2 separate regions of the Triticum aestivum genome follow, and region 1 is linked to region 2. A link is a contact called in public Hi-C data. All regions are on one chromosome and are shown on one strand. Each heading gives the region's core, a stretch centred on a gene start, on an enhancer-like site or on the middle of the called end of the contact. The rest is flanking DNA. Distances are from core to core; before and after follow the strand shown. Region 1 holds the start of LOC123145593. Region 2 holds the start of LOC123141841.

Evidence for each region. Hi-C and Micro-C count contacts between places; a contact is called where the count stands out from the background.
Region 1: a Hi-C map of leaf shows a contact between it and region 2, with 4 times the contacts expected there. The contact joins the promoter of LOC123145593 here to the promoter of LOC123141841 in region 2. A contact is called at or near these places in 2 of 5 Hi-C or Micro-C datasets (leaf and root).

What each region holds. Positions count from the first base shown.
Region 1 is chr6D:430,193,417-430,198,015 of IWGSC CS RefSeq v2.1, forward strand. It overlaps LOC123145593, which reads right to left and starts at 2,330. Exons shown (of 2, transcript XM_044565057.1): 1 at 1,487-2,330; 2 at 1-306. The coding sequence starts at 2,315. It overlaps LOC123145592 (outer envelope protein 64, mitochondrial), which reads right to left. Exons shown (of 13, transcript XM_044565056.1): 10 at 3,768-3,895; 11 at 3,634-3,685; 12 at 3,446-3,515; 13 at 2,847-3,115. The coding sequence ends at 3,033.
Region 2 is chr6D:429,992,090-429,996,935 of IWGSC CS RefSeq v2.1, forward strand. It overlaps LOC123141841, which reads right to left and starts at 3,178. Exons shown (of 1, transcript XM_044560906.1): 1 at 1,788-3,178. The coding sequence starts at 2,734. The coding sequence ends at 2,096.

The DNA.
Region 1 (4,599 bases), core at 1,080-3,579, 200 kb after region 2:
CGTACCATCGCGTGTAGCAGCGCTCGAGGTTGGGCCAGTCGGTGTCCGGGCAGGCGGCGAAGTGGTGCAGCCACAGCGCCAGGGCCTCCTCCTGCTGCTCCCACCGCAGCTTCTCGATCAGCTCCTCCAGCACCGTCACCATCTCCGCCCTCTCCCTGCCGCTCAGCACCGGCGCGTCCGTCCCGTTGCTGCCGCGGCAGAGCAGCGGCAGCCACGACCGCAGCATCTCCATCCGCTGCTCCGCCACCGCCGCCTTGCCCTCCTCCTGCTCGAACTCCGCCGAGTTGGCGTGCCTGAACAGGAACACTGCACAGACAGTTAATGGCGTCCGCGTGCGTGAGAGTGCGTCTTCTTCCCTTCGAGCTCTTTTATGGTACCCCGCGTCAAATATTAGCCATCCATTCTTGAAATCTAATGGTGACGATCGATCTGTACTGCTCCAATTTGCCAATAGAATCGCAAGCGGTATAGCTTGCACCGCTTCTCTCCCGTCCTCCAGTATACAAATCGCGAGGGCATTTTGGGAGTAAAAAGTTTCAGCCCGCCGTCTCGCCCTCTGGGGACTGGTCCGCCGTGACAAGGCCGGCTGGGCCGGCAAGGTGCAGCACCTTCGAACCGACTTTTACGCCTTCCGGACATCCGATGCCTCCCGGCGCACGCTGCTCGCCAACGACGGCGGCCGGCCATGCCAGGCAGGCGAGACCATGGCGGCTGGCTGCGGGCTGCCCCGGCCTGCCCTCTCGGATCACGCTGTCCGCGGACGGTGGCGAGGCGACCCGAGGCTGCGGGACTGCTTGCGTGCGGGAGGCGGGAGCGGACGAGCAGCTACTGCGGGGCTGCTTGCGTGCGGGAGGCGGGAGTGGACGAGCAGCTACTGCGGGGCTGCTTGCGTGCGGGAGGCGGGAGCGAACGAGCAGCTACGGCGGTGCTGCGGGGCTGCTTGCGTGCGGGAGGCGGGAGCGAACGAGCAGCTACTGCGGTGCTGCGGGGCATGCACGACGGCTGTTGCTGCGAGCGTGGAGCGCGAACGGGCGCACGCGTGGCTGGGTGTGTGCATGCGAGACGAGCTCCAGTGACTCGTCCATGGCGGACAGGGTGCCGGCTTCAGCGAGACGACGCTACTGTATATGAAAACGACGGGAACGAATAAGACGAGCTCGAGGAGGAGGTCGTGGTCAAGGACGACGGCTCGGGGGGCACCTCCGTCCAGCAACCAGAGCAGAGGTCGAAGGAGACTGTGGAGGAGTCGTGGGACATGGCGGCGGAGCTTGCCGTCTTGGTTTCCCATCGCCAATATCCGCTGACCGACGACGTCGCTAAGGTTCCCATGACAGAAAATTTATGTCTATCCTACCCTCAGGAAATCAGCGGTCAGATTTTAATATACCGCTTCCTCCCTGTTACCAGTATAGGGTACCGTAAAAACTCTCTCTTCCCTTCGGAGTTTCTCAAGGAAGGAAGGAAATGGTTTGCCCGTAACACGTACCAGCCAGCCGGAGCAGCGCGACCTGGAGAGTGGGCTCGGCGACGAGCGCGCGGCTGCCGAGGCGCGACGCGGCGCCGAACTGCACGGCGGCCTCGCGCGCCGCGCCGCACTCGGCCATCTTCTGCCCGAGCCACAGCAGCTCGGCGGCGAGCTTCTCGGCCGCGGGGCCGCCGAACGCGTCGTTGCCTTCCAGCGCGGCGACGGTCGGCCTCCACCACCGCACCCCGGACCTGACCGCGCGCACGGCCAGCTCCATCCCGGGCGGGCCCCACTCGCCGCCCGCCGACGCCTCCAGCTGCCGCAGGGTGCGCTCGAACGCCCCGGCCAGCGCGGCGCGGGTCACTGCGGCGACCCGCGCGCCCACGTTGTTCTCGTCGAGCAGCCGCTCCGCCAGCCCGCGCACCAGCTCGTGCTTGCGGGAGGCGACGGGGAGCCGCGACGCAACCCAGAGCACGTGCCCGAGCGCGCGCTCCACGCAGGTGGACGCCACGGCGGCGGTGGCCCCCGCGCCCGCGCGGTCCCCGCGCAGCGGCGGCGGCAGCGAGGGCGCGAGCGAGGGGGGCGGCGGCGGGGGCGGGGGCGAGAGCGCGGAGAGGAACGCGAAGAAGAGGGAGATGAAGGCCTGCGTGGCGAGCAGCGCCAGCCGGCGGAGCACGGACAGCGCGCGCGCCGCGGCGACCGGGAGCGGCAGGAGGAGTATCGTGGAGGTGGTGGTGCCCTGCTCGCTGGACGACGGCGAGAAGGCCGAGAGGAAGCTGGCGGCGAGGGACACGAGCGGGTCCATGGGTGTCCGGAGCTGGTGCCGGCGCTGCTGCTGCGTCGTCTCCATTCGACCGATCTCCAGAAGAAAGTGATCTGTGAGGTGGAAGAAACGAAGGCGTTTGCTTGCTTATCCAAGCCACTGCACAGACCCAGGTCGAGCGTGCTCACACATACGGACGCGCAGAGGAAGGAGGGGACAAGCTGGAGGTCGCCGTCGGGCGACTCGTCGGTGCAGTTTGCTTCGGCCAACTGGCGTGAACCGGCGGTCTGGCGTCGAGCGTTTGTCCACGGGGGAGATCGTGGTTCAGTCGTTCGTGGCTCTTTTCTGGCAGTTTTTTACCGCCGAACCGTGGATATCTGTCTGGTGTTCAGTGACTTATCCTTCACTTGTGGTCACGTTTCCACGGGGGCAGAGTGGCATGAGTTGAATTGCCAGTCGTTTTAGAATTTCTTGGTACATACTGTAGTTCATGCAAGGTGTTGAGAAACCGCTATCACACGTTGCCGTATTGGATGTAAAAGTTTTACAGCCTCAACCAAACACAGTTGGAATGTTTCTTGCCAGTTGTTTCAGATGCACTCAGAAGATGCCAATATCTTCACGAACTCATGCCAAAAATTTCAATTTATGAAACGAGAACAACGACACCCGGTGGCACTACAGAAGCCAAGTGTTCAGTGTCTTGCGACCAATTCTCCTCACGGAGCAGAAGGGCTCTTTCCTTTACAGACTAGTTTGATCACAAAATTTGAAGGTTGCAGTTTTCCAGCTCCGCCACCCGAATCACCTGAGGTGTTTCTGTAGCCTTTTCTCTGCTGCAAGGGCTGTTCTGTTCTGCGGCTCCAAAGCTAAAGCATGCCTGAAATCTGTACACGGAAGGCAAGACCAATGAGATTGAGAAAAATGAATATCACTATTACAGAAACATAAGCTATGCTATTGCTGCCAACTAGTTTTACCAGAACATCTATAATAAGATCATTCTATTCCTGACTATTTCCTCGAAAAGAAAGTGAAATCAGTCAACTCAATGTTAAGCCTAGATGGCTACAATTGCCAGTTACGCTGGCTTCAACTCTTTACCAGCTTTGCTGGGTGCTGAGCTATTAGCGACCAGCAAGAGTATCATGAAAGACCCCACTGTTTCAATCAGATATATTAGTAAGAAATAATTGCATGCTAGAAAATTTCCACACCTTGCAGAGCTTCTTGGTAATTCAAAACACTTTCTTTTGCGGTACCTCGTCGTAGGTATGCTTTAACATTCTGAGGCAACAGCAGCATAGAGAAGAAATGTGAATCTCTGATGTCACCATAAATAACAGCACAAGATGGTAGTGATATTTTGTAACCATGGAGAAGTGACTAACAAAAAGCCACTTACCTTTTTATCCAACAGCAAGGCTTGGTCGCAATCCGCTTCAGCTTGCTTGAAACTGCATAAGATTCAAAATGCATGAGCTTGATAGTGCTGATTTCAGGCAATTGTGTTCAAAGGGAATGGTATTGAAAGCATACCGGCCAAGTTCCAGATAAGCAGCTGCTCTATTGCAATAGTATGTCGCATTTGTGTCATTCAATTTGATTGCCCCGGAATAGAATTCAATGGCTTTGCTCCATTGTTTTCTTTTGAAGGAATTATTTCCCTGTCAAGCAAACATAAAACCAAATTGTGGATTGCCCAAACCATGAACATGATTGAATACATGAAAGCTAGAATTTTTTATTCTTTTATTATTGTTATTTTCCAGTGCTTGGTAGTCAATGCACAATCTTCTTATATATTTATACTACTCAGGGTTTGGACTCACACTCGATACAGGACCAAAAAATTATCCGTGCTCACTGAGTACCAAAATCAGTGTGTAGGACCAGATAGGAAACAGGCAAAACTAACACAATCTTAGAGCATCTCTAGCAGATCCCGCAAACCGGGCCGTCTGCTATAATAACCGCCGGTTTGCGGGATCCATCCCGTATCCCCGGCCCGAACAGATCCTCCAAATCCGGCCATCCCGATTTTTTTTTTTGGGATCTAGAATCCGCAAGCCCAATTCCTCCATGTCTGCGGGATTTCACCCGTTTTTGCAGGCTCCCCTTTCCGTTGGCGGGAGGGAAGTTTCATCACCAACCGCCACGCCTCGCCTGCTCCCAACGGTGACCAGCCCAGCCAAGCGCTGCCACCGCCCGCCGCCGCCTATGGCCGTGGAGGTTTGCCGCAGGGTCCCTACGCCCCCCCCCCCCCCTATCCCTTCCCTCGAGCACACACAGATGCGGTCACCGGCGAGCCCATCCCCTCCCTCGCCGCCGCCAGCTCACCGTTGCTCCTCCCTCGGGCGACCGCTCGTCA
Region 2 (4,846 bases), core at 1,928-4,427:
AGTCAGTGAGCTGTTTGGCCCATCTTGTGGTTCACTTAGGTTACCTCTATGGTAACATCTTGGTCTGTAACTTAATTGCACTTGGCAGCTTTGTCCTGGCATTTTTGTACCACCCAAACGATGCCCTTTCATCATCTAACCACTTGGAAAAATGTTACTCCCTCCGTTTTTATTTACTCGGCATATTAGGTTTGTTTAACGTCAAACTTTATATACTTTCAACAAGCTTGTCGAAAAATATATTAACACACATCACCAAATATATATCATTGGATTCATCATTGCATATATTTTCACATCATATGAATATGTTACTGTAAATGTTCATATTGTTTTCTACAAACTTGATCAAACTTTATAAAGTTTGACTTCAGTCAAAGCTAATATGCGGAGTAAATAAAAACGGAGAGAGTACTTCAAGATTAATTGTAGCCCCTCCGAAACCTATGAAATAGCCAGGTTAGCAAAATTTTCAGCCACTAGGGATTGGTTTGAGGAGCCGATGAAGGATATTGTACCTCTTCTTATGGACGATGTAACAATTATTTCTAATTAATAAAGTTGAAGTTTTATTTAAAAAAAAATTGTAGCCCCTCCGAAACCTCAAAGAATTCCAATGCCCTTCTACCTCAAGGTACATGCTGGCTCAACCATTGGCAAGGCTTGCAATATGATGAGAAAGTTTGATTTCCTCTACAAATGTGTATTGACATCACTTGTTCCCAAGAGTGGACATAGAGCCATGCTGACTTGCTGAGGAACTACATTATTGACCTTATGGTGAGGATGCAATACCCAGATGAGAAGATAGATGTGATAGGCTTTGTGTACAACGAGATCCATCTTGCTTCCATTGAACAAGGCCCGAGTTTTCCCTATGCTCCATTCATTAAACTCCTCATTGATTCTAAAGTGTCAAATCCTCTCTACAAGGACATCCGCCACTAAAAATGGACTCATAGGCTTGATAATTTTGATAAGGAGAAGGTTCCTAACAGCGCATATAGGAGGAAAGGCAAGGCTTCTTTGGTCAAGCAAGCTCATGGTTAAAGCTCAAAAGGCCATCTCTGGCTTATGCTCCCACAACGCCATTGAGATTGCAAATGTGAAGAAGGATGCCTTAAGTCAAAGGGGTACAACGATCACCTTCATGATCTTGGAGACCATGTGGACAAGCTCATGCGAGAGATTGGTAAGCTTCCTGAAAGAACATCTATACGCTAAGTGGATTTTGGTGATAATGACAACTGATTAGGTGCTAACGAATGCATTGAACATATGAAAAGCTTTAGTCCCATTGAGATGAAGCAAAGGTGCTTGGAGACCGTCCATAAAAAACGATAAAAGAGATGGCGCTATTGTGATCCTACCATCGGAGCTCCAATCCAATTCAAAGTCACTATTCGGACTACCTTAGCCATCAGAGAACCAAACTGTAACCCTAATAGATCTAACTACAGAGCTACAATGTAGATCCAGGATCTCCACCCTCTCCCGCCGTCGGAGCGACATGCGGAGTAGGGGACGTGTGGCTGGTGGGGAGTGGGTGTAGCTATGGCGGCCGTCTAGGGTTTCTGAGACGGGGCAGCTGGGTCATTGGTTAGAGCACTCTGATACAACTCGATGTTTACCCAAGTCAGAGCCGGACGTACCACACGTCGTGGTTAATTCCAACAAGCATGGTGATGATATTGGTCCACAAGCTTAGAATAGTAAGTGAGATTGTAAATAAATTTGGAGCAGCTTACAAATATACACAAACGTACGTGTTGACCTCTTGGTCCAGGTTAAAGAAAAGAACATGTTGATCTTCATATATCATGGCAATTAAAAGCATGCCTCATACATCAAGAATTCAACTACCAATACTATGCAAACCTAGACTTTTGCCCAGGTTTACATTGACCTCACAACTCCCAGGAGAAAATGAAAAAAAAAGGAACGAAAATTAAAACTAGATCGATCCCTTTTATGGCGGCGTTTCTTCCATCCAAAGAAAAAAACTTGGAGAAAGGAACATAAAATAAAATAAAATAAAAATGAACCCGGCAGAGGCAGTTGTCGACTCGACGTCGATGAAGGTGTCCAGGACCAGCTACACCGTGCATGGCGCCGGGACCTTGGTGGCGGCCGCCCTGACGAGGGAGAAGGTGGGCAGGGGCAGGCTGCTGGGCGGCGGTGCGAGCGCGTGCAGCAGGTCCTCCACGAAGCCCCGTGTCACCTCGCGCTCCAGGTCGTCCAGCGCCTCCGTGACCGCCGACGTCGCCGGCAGCGGCGCCGCCCTCTGCAGCGGCTTCCTCCGCTGCGCCCTTGGAGGCTCCTCTGCGGACCTCGGTGTCCTCGGCTTCTTGCTCTTGCCCTCCAGCATCTTCCTCGGCGCCGACACCGTCATCCCGGTCGCCGTTGTCTGTTTGACCTTGGTGACGGCGGCCGGACGAGGCGGCAGAGTCGACGGCTGGTATGGGAACGTGGCGTGTTTGGCCCTGGTGGCCGGAGGGCGGGGTGGGAGACCGGGGTGGTTGAACGGCAGGGGAGGGAGAGAGCCACACGAGTAGAAGTTATACGGCGGGTATAGAAATGGACCCGGAGGAGCCGAGGAATAAGGGAAGAAACCGTAGGCGCTCGGAGGCAACGGTGGCAAGCTCATGGGGGCGACCCTCCGGCCGCCTCCGCCGGCAGACCTCCGGCGGAAGTTGTGGCCGCCTGCTGATCGGTGGACGAGAACATCATCCATATCCAATCTAGGAGAGAGAGAGAGAGTACGCACGGCCAAACAATATTAGGCAAGAAGGAAATTCTACTAAAACAACATGCAGAAGTTTTCCAGCAAGTTGATCATAAAAAGATTGATCGTGCAAGGATGTTCAACGGAGGAAATGAAGAAGATGATCAAGGGATCTAACAGAAAGAAAAGAAACCAAGATGTAAAATAGAGATAGACAGTCGGGGATCGAGAAGGGAAACCGGCCGAGGCCACAGCCGCTCTCTAGAGCAGAGAGACGTACAGTCCGATCACCTCCGGGCGATGGCTCGGAGGCATCGCCGTGCCGCCTTTTATAGGGAGATGGACGGTTGACTTGCAAGATGCAACCTGCAAGTCGTTCCTCTTGATCTGTACCCGATATTTGTTAATGGCAAGTGCCATGCACATGTTATTCTTTAATCCCACGGCTGATCTTTGGCTCTTTGCTTATTGCCTACCGCAAGCATAGTGGCGAAGTGGGGTGTGTAAACTACGATAGATCCAAGCAACTTGCGTGATATTGTGGAATAAAGCCACCGACCAGTACGGCCTGGCTGCTTCCGACCAGACCGCCCGTCACGCCTGCCCATGTGGACAATAATGGGAAATCATGTAACGAATGCTCGCTGACTCTGGGCCAGCGTTTTCCCGTGGCCCCACATGGAAATGAGCTGGGTTGGCCAGCACCACACGATCGATTTGTTGCGTGGGTCGGGTTTCCAGCGGTGGCGGGAATCTGGCGTGCAAGGAGCATGTGCGGGTGAGCCGACCAAACCGCCAATTCCGTTTCCGCCGTCGGATGGGCATCGTGGCTACGCTGAGCTCCATCCCGCCGTCCAGTGTACCGCGCTCGCTCTTCTGCATTCTTGCGTTGCAGTTTCGTAACCATGGAGGTAGATTACGGAAACTCACTTTGGCTCCTGAGCACCAGCGTTCCTGCCTTCCTGGTGTCCCAACCTTTCACTTCACCCTAATCATCAACGCCTTGTACTATGTCGTGGTATTTCCCTGAAGTATTTAGTGGCGGAGCCAGCGCCCGGCGACCCTGGGCACTTGCCCGGGCTCTCTCGCTACACGCTAGGTACAATGGCCCCGTTATACTATGAAAAATCGTCAACGCCTCGTGCTTTACCCGGGCAGATGGGCTGGTTGTGGTAGGGTAATCAGGTAATGGGCTTTCTTTTCCTTCAGTAAATGGGTTAGAGCATGGTTAATAGTATAGCCAGCGTGCTGGCTATATAGACATGACATGTCATCAAGAGTTAGTATTATTAATTACTCATACAATAGAGCTGGCTATAAGGTTGGCTATAAATTCATAACCTTTTTTCACTTTCTTTCTATCTCTTTTCTCTCATTAAATGCCTTTACCTAGGAGCAGGCATAGAGGTTGGCTCTTGCATGAGAGCCCACTCCATGACTTTTTCCTTGTCTCTCTCCTCCACATAGGCAAAAGTGTTATGTAAGCGGGCTTATAGCCCACTATTGTACTTGCTCTTAGATGGACATGATTGACGTGGGATTATAGGCCTATTCGGCTACTGGTCTAGCAAGCCGTCTATCGGCTGTTGTTTACTCCACACGAAAAAGACCACAATATTTTCTAGAAAAAGAGGACCACGATCAGTTGATCAATCCACCTCCCCGCGACCTGGCCTGCTCGGCTGTTGCAGATGGCGGTACTCTGGGGTCGATTGGAGACGGAACGGTGGCGAGTGGAGGCTGGCCTCCGCTGTGCGCGTGGCTGGCCGCGGGCTCCGAAGCAGATCCATCTGAGGAACGGCTTGCATCCTCGGTCGGCGGCTTCTTATCCCCTCTTTTGTGATAGGTGAGATTGCTAACTTTCGAAGATTGATAGATTTATTAGGGTTTAAATTTAGAGGTTAAAGCATGCCCAGTTGGTCATTCAGGCTATATATTACTTCTTCACTGTTAAAATAGATTTGTGGTTATATGTTGTGTATTAGAATCAAAGGTATTTTTACTGGTCAACAAAATTTTGGAAACCGTTCGGTTACTGGATATTTTGTTGGACCCCGAATATTTTTGCTAGACGTTTGGGTAGTGTCAAATAGAACACGTATACATATTTTAAAACAACAC